2 separate regions of the Mus musculus genome follow, and region 1 is linked to region 2. Evidence: chromatin contacts called from public HiChIP or PLAC-seq data. All regions are on one chromosome and are shown on one strand. Each heading gives the region's core, a stretch centred on a gene start, on an enhancer-like site or on the middle of the called end of the contact. The rest is flanking DNA. Distances are from core to core; before and after follow the strand shown.

Region 1 (3,368 bases), core at 339-2,838, 540 kb after region 2:
CCCCCCATAAATGGGCTGGACCTAGCTACAGTGTTATATGTCAGTCAGCAAATAAATATCTCTGAATACCTAGAGTTTTATCACACAGGGAGGATGTTTTTCTCACTATTCTAGTAATGGCTATAAAACGTACATCCCCTACTATCAACACCTGATAGATAAGGGATTTCATTGCCTTTGAAGGGGTGGAGCCCGGAACTTGATTGTCTGTTGACAAAGATACTATATTAGTTCCCTGTGAAATATTTAAAGCCGCCTCATTTAATTCTCTGACAAGCAGTGTTTTTAAGAATTACTATTGTAAACACCATGCCCAGTGTAAGGCAAATCCAAGCATTGTTAGCAAGTCTCAGAGACAAGCGATGGAGCATATACTGTTCGTAAAGAATTGTCTTCCCTTTGGGACAGTTGGTTACTCAGTTCTGGGAACTGGGAAGCCAGGGAAGGGTAGAGGGTAGAAGTTCCCTCTGGAACACTTTGCTGCAAGCCAGGCAATTAGCACTTCAGGATCCAAGAGCCATAGATGGGCAAAGGTTTCCTTGGAGCTTATGAGGGATAATATCCAATTGCAGATAATTCCAGAGACCTGAGACTTAATTCCCAGAAGTACAAGAAAATCTCCATCTGTTTTCTTCTCATCAGTCTGGCAAGGTTTCTTGGTGGGTAATTGTGTACACCATTTTTCAATGGGCTGTGTAGTACTTAAATTAACTAATCTGCAAAAATTCTTCAAAATTCTGCTCATCAAGGGGCTGAGGCTACTTTCTCATCTCTTATTAAACATTGGGCTGGTCTTGGTGACTCCGATTTTTAAATAAAGAAGTAGATCTTAGAGAGAGATGGGAGGAATAAAAAACAATTCTATGTGGTGTTCAAGGCTAGTTATTAAAGACACTGGTGCTATCCTATGTTTTTATGAGATAGAGAGTCCCCCAATAAGATTGTCAGGAAACAGTTTTCAAGTGATCTTACTCCCCACCCCAACTGCCAATTAACACTAACTATTACAGAGTTTGAACAAAATGAAGAGGAACTTCAGGCCTCCGAATGCCTCTGAGAAGTCATTCAGCCATAAAATCAGGGTATACTAATAGAAAAGAAAGGATAACTGGAAGGAGCCAAGAGTCTAGAACATGGAGCTGAAAGCCCCGGGAATACTGACCTCTAATCAAGGAACAGGCAATGCCCCTTGTGGACTTCAGAATGGTCACACACTACTAATTACTACATGTGCTCTGTTTCTGAAACATCTGTTTAGGTTGTCCTGTGATGACTCTTTCACAGTATGTTAATTATGGAACAAATACAAGGACCTATACCCTAGGAGCCCCAGGTATAGCACTTTTACTAAATTTAGATGAGATTTCAGACCCCAAGCCAGAGACAGATACATAACAGGTAATATATTACAGACCTTGTGTGTTATGGGGTGTGATGGGTAATTTTTATTGTCAACTTCATACATCCTAGAGTTAACACGGAAAGAGGAAACCTCAGTTGGTGAATTTCCCAGATCAGACTGGCCAGTGGTCATGTCTATAAAAGATTGTCTTGAATGATGACTAATTTGGGAGGGCCCAGTCCACTGAGGGCTGCGGCATTCCTAGGCAGGTAGGTCTGCATTAAACAAGAAAGTTCTCTGAGTAAGCCACTGAGCTGGTCAATAAGCCGCATTCCTCTGTGGTTTCTGCTTCAATTACTGCTAGATTTCTTACTCTGACTTCCCTCAATGGTGGATTGTTGCCTGGAAATATAGGTTAAAATAAACCCTGTTCTTCTCAGATTATTTTCTCAGTCAGTGATTTATCACAGCAACAGAAAACAAAGCACAGTACAGAATAGAGGTATTTTGTCTATGGGCTCAGTATACATGACTTGTGATCAACAGTGACCTGTACATCTTTTGTAATATGACTACAATTTCTATTAAAAGATAAAATTTAAGTCTCTTTTCTTTAAGGATAGACTGGCCATGGTGGTTTCTAACAACCTGGATGCTACATCCTAAAAAGCGATTCAGCATCCCTTGGAGCCCCAAGTCTCAAACACCTAACCTGGAGCCATCAAGCTTGTGAGGAAGCAGTTAGATTCTAGGGCTCTGACCCAGCTGTTCAGCACTCTGTTGACTTTGTTGACCTTCTAAGATCTGGTACCAATAGCACAGCCTCAGGTGAACTTAGTTGGACCACCATCAGATTGCAGCCTGACTTCATAAAATGTTGCAACTCACAATCATCTAGATAAACTCCTTCTGACCCCATGGAAAGTTTGAGATAATAAATGCCTGCTTTAAGACACTAAATGCAGAAGGTGATCTATTAAGTAGAAGTGGGTTGCCAGGACAACGACATACCATACTTCGTTCTGTGCGAGTGGAGAGCCCTGGAGCTCAGAGATGTTCAGTGTGGGTTCTTGTCAACAGCTGCAGGTTCCACTCATCGCCTCTGTTTCTCACTGTCCTCTTCCTTATCGCCTCTGTTTCTCACTCTCCTCTTCCTTAGCTTTAGACTTCCTTTGGGCTCCAGGCAGTACGTCCTCTGACACCGAGGTACCACTTGGCTAGGCTAGGCTTCTGTGTTGGGGACCTTGGCAGTTACTAATACCTCGTGAGGTTCTAGTTTTTCTGCAATCCCTCTGATGTCTACATATACCAGCCCATTTTGGCCTCCCAAGACCATATCTTTCCATCTTCAGATCTTCTAACTGTAGGGTCTCAGGGCACCCCTGCATCCGGGCTTCATTTTCAGCTGCCTCTTGGCTGATCTTCAGACTTCCGGCTGCACATAATGGGAACATAGATAGTGTATTTCCAGAAAAAATAGGGAGGAGGCTTATATAGACCCTATCTCAGACTTGGGGAGGACTCAATCTTTACTTTCAGAACCCCTAAGGGGGAAAGTGAAGGTGCCAGAGAGCACTCTTACCTTGATGCCACCCGCCAAGACTGTGGTGAGTTCTATGTCTAGTGCTCAATGAAATCATTACAGACAGCTTAGCTGGAGGCAGACTGTCCCTGTCCGGGAGCAGGAGATGTGATGATAAATCTTTGGGTTCTCTGCTTATCATTGCTGGAATTCAGAGACTGTGGCTCGATTTCTACTATTTTGGCCCCCACTGTTGTTAAGTTGGGAAGCATTCCTTTGTCATTTCTGAAAAACATTATTGTTCTAATAAGGCCTTCTGGAGTCTTGGAGTAACCTTCAGAGGGACAGATAATTTCCCGAGTTAAGCCACCAGCACAAAGGTGCCCTTTCATAGTCTCTGTCCCAGAGTTTGAATATGAAGCTGACATCATTGTAGCTCAGGGATTTATTTTGTGGCTGCAGTGGCAGCATTTGCATTGCACTTCTGTGGTGCAGCCTAACCCC
Region 2 (3,392 bases), core at 534-3,033:
GAGGAGGAAGATTCTTGACAAAATCATTAATATACTTCTTAATTTTTTGATGCAATTATCAAGCTGTTTTCCTCTGACCTTATCTTTTGTCTCCTACATAGCCATGCGGTTTTTACATTATTATTCTAGTCAGCACCACAAAACCTGAGGCAGTCCATTTAGAAATCTCTCTTAACATATTAAACTGAATAGCAAATAGATAATTTCAATCAAAACTCACAGCCAATAAAAACCTTCCAGAAGCCAGCAGACTCTCAAAACCTTTGAAGCTGTTCTCTTTAACTACAGAATTCTAGAGGATATTAAAATCAAACTTGGGAAATTCTGTGGGTGGCACAGGGGAGGAAGCATTTCAAGGTCTCTCAAAACCACAAACCTAGGCACCGTGCTGTATTTCAGTTATGGGTCCAAAGTGTGTCTCTACTTCTTGTTGTAAACAGAAAGTAGAAACTACTGTTGGTAACACTGCCTTCTGAAGACACTCTGTTACTGCAACAAGACAGTGAGAAACAGATTGCATGGGGGTAAAGAAAGGAGATCAGGGGAAAGGCGCCACCAAAAGACCAAGAAATGATAGACTCAATGACGGTTCAGAGAGTTCACAAACTGTAAAAGAAGTTACATGCTTATTGTAGAGAAAGACTTTGGCTAAATTATCTGGGAAAAAAAAAAACCCGCAGGTTTTTCTATTTAAAAAGACATCAAAAAAAAAAAAAAAAAACAAGAAGAGCAACCCCTCTCCAAAAAACCCCATCATCATTTCCCATTATCCTTTAAAATATCTAACTATTCCTTCTGCCAAGATTTAGGTTCATCTCCTGGGGTGTAATTGATCTTCAATGTGAAGAATACAGCTTGGTATTTACTTTTAAGAGACTATAATTTTTTAATCCTTAATTTTATATACCTTAATCATCTTTTCTCTAAACCCTTCAAAGTTCATTCATCATATAATAAAACTTTGGGCTTGGTTCTTCTTACCTTTGATTACCCCAGAATCATTTCTTTCATTTTGAATTCTGACAAAATGTTGAATACAGTGAAAGTTTCCAATCTTTTTTTTTTAATTCACAAAATATGAGATGGTGAAGTTCACGCACACACAACAGAATATCAGAATTGAAACTTCTGCCAAGACAGAAATATGACTGCTTCTGTGCTCTGAGGGAGCAGGTAGGTAAGTTTCTATGTGAATACTCCCAAGGAGTAGGCAAGGACGGCTACATTCTGAGACCCCCTCACCCCACCCAAAGGCCATCAAAGGGTAGAGTGGTGATGGCTTCAGCATTTGCAGGGATTTCTTTGGGAGAGGGCTTTGCAAAGTCTTATCTTCTCTCTCTAGGGGTGGTTAGGCAAGTATTTCTTTCTTCTCAAATCAAGAGAAAGGAGATTTAGCAGATGGCACAAGGAACTTGATATGTGTCCTCTGTGGTTAGGGAAACGGCTGGCTGGTATCCGATGATCACATGGAAACCCTAAGTGGTAACAGCAGTCTGCTAGCAACTCTGACCACAGGAATGTAGAGGTGGCCATGTTGCTTGCTCTCCCTTTCCAGTACTTCCTGAGCAAGAATACTGGGAATATTTGCCACAGACCAGATGTGGGGCAGGCAAGGGAAAGCTGCCCTAGACTCTGATACTCAAACTGTGGTTAGGGTCTATTTTTATTGTTTCTTAGCATACCTTTTACCTTTTTTTTTCCCCAGATAGGCTCTTTGTAATGTCAGAATGAGTGTAATCAATCCCTTGGGCAAATCCTTCTAAATGGAGCAGATGTCTACATGAGTGATAGCAGAGTCATGCCAGAGGAAGGAAGGGTGTGGTTGCCAGGTACACCAGCTATTAATAATGCTCTACACATTTGGCATTCTTCTGGTTCTCATGTTATAGTTTAGGGTTCTAGACTTGTGCAGTCTGCAACTGCTACTTTAATCCATTGACCTGCCTCTCTCTATTTCATGCCTCCCCAACCTATGGTTTTATTATAACCACTATGTTAGTCTCTATTTATGCATATCTCAGTCTTTGTTAAATCTTTCAGAGATAAGTGCAATCGTGCAGTAGTTTTCTTCTAGTGTCTAGGTTTGTTTCTTACAGCAAAAAGTTATTAATGTCCATCCACTTTGTGGCAGATGGTAAGATACCTTTCTTTTTAAGGGTGGGTAATATTCCATCTATATATTTGTATACACACACACACACACACACACACACACACACACACACATCAAATACATCTCATCTCTATGTGGTATATAAAACGTGAAATATGTATATATAATACATCTATATCTATCAGCCATTATCTATTATTGGACATTTAGTCCTGGGAATGAATCATTTATCTATTGAGTAAGCCATTAGTAGTTTAGCGGGCTGATGGTGACTCCCAAGATAAGAGTGCCACTATTGCGGTGTTGAGGGTATCTTGCTGGACTGGCCATCGTAGGCTTTATAGCTGGGTAAGTCTGTTGATTGATTTTTCTCTGTTGGCAGCAGCTTGCATAGCACTTCAGATACCATGAAAGCTAGCGCTCAGGGAGGAACTTGAATTCTGAGTTGTCACAGATGCTTGTGTTTTGCCTGGAACAGCTTTTACTGCTTTTCATTGGGAGACTCCTTCCTCAAGCAGGAAGCTTCCAGCTCTGTACTATATTCCCTGGAATCTAATGTCTGAGGTGTGTGCTGTTTTTATCAATAGGATTTAACCGTCAAGTTCCGGAGCAACTGGAGGTAGTGGCAGTAGCATATGTTGTCTTGGGAGTCTTGGATCCTCTTGATCAATTACTCCAAAGGGAATTTCTCACACCATCACAAGAAATGTCACAAACTAGCTGCCCTTGAAAATATGCTATAGTGCTCACAAGAGCCTATTACCTTGATGATGGAAACTTAATTATAAAAATTCAGAGATTGTGATCTCTGAAAAAAAAAAGTAAAACTATTTTTAGGGGCTTCTTTTTTTTAAGTGGTAAGAGATCTCAGTGTAGTCTGCATTTCTCCTTGAAACAAAGCTCTAGATTGTCCATTAAAGTTGATTCACTTCCAGCCTTTTTTTTTTTTTTAAATCATGAAAGATGTCCCTTTAACTCAGCTGACAAGCCAGCTGAAATGACAGCGATTTGTGAATCAGCTTTGATTCCTCTTTGCCTCGATGGCCTTTCAACGCTGTGAACCAGTTAAGTGGTCTTGTGTCCTGTGTTTTCACTGATGCTGGTGTTTTGCCTGGAACAGTTTTTACTGCTTTTCAATGGGAGACTCCTTCTCATTCTTCAAATATCTTAAATGATTCTAATTAGGCTACGATAATTTCTATTTGTATCATCTAAGATGCTGGGACACCTTGATGTTTTACTAAAGTAATCTTTCTTGTGATCCTATCTAAATACTCTC

Evidence for each region. HiChIP or PLAC-seq counts read pairs in DNA pulled down with a chosen protein or histone mark.
Region 1: a FOXA1 HiChIP or PLAC-seq map of pancreatic cancer cells shows a contact between it and region 2. The contact joins two enhancer-like sites. A contact is called at or near these places in 1 of 15 datasets of contacts at CTCF or cohesin (the NIH/3T3 cell line) and 2 of 115 datasets of contacts at active chromatin or transcription factors (the NIH/3T3 cell line and pancreatic cancer cells).

The regions. Positions count from the first base shown.
Region 1 is chr5:4,787,038-4,790,405 of GRCm38.p6, forward strand. No RefSeq gene overlaps it. Among named protein-coding and RNA genes, the nearest start is that of Fzd1, 31 kb to the left of the region's middle. Within about 2 kb of position 1,589, at least 26 of the 459 cell types and tissues checked have an H3K27ac peak or open chromatin away from gene starts, as enhancers often do. A contact at or near this core is called in pancreatic cancer cells, where this site is marked.
Region 2 is chr5:4,244,813-4,248,204 of GRCm38.p6, forward strand. No RefSeq gene overlaps it. Among named protein-coding and RNA genes, the nearest start is that of Gm40261, 27 kb to the right of the region's middle. Within about 2 kb of position 1,784, at least 37 of the 459 cell types and tissues checked have an H3K27ac peak or open chromatin away from gene starts, as enhancers often do. A contact at or near this core is called in pancreatic cancer cells, where this site is marked.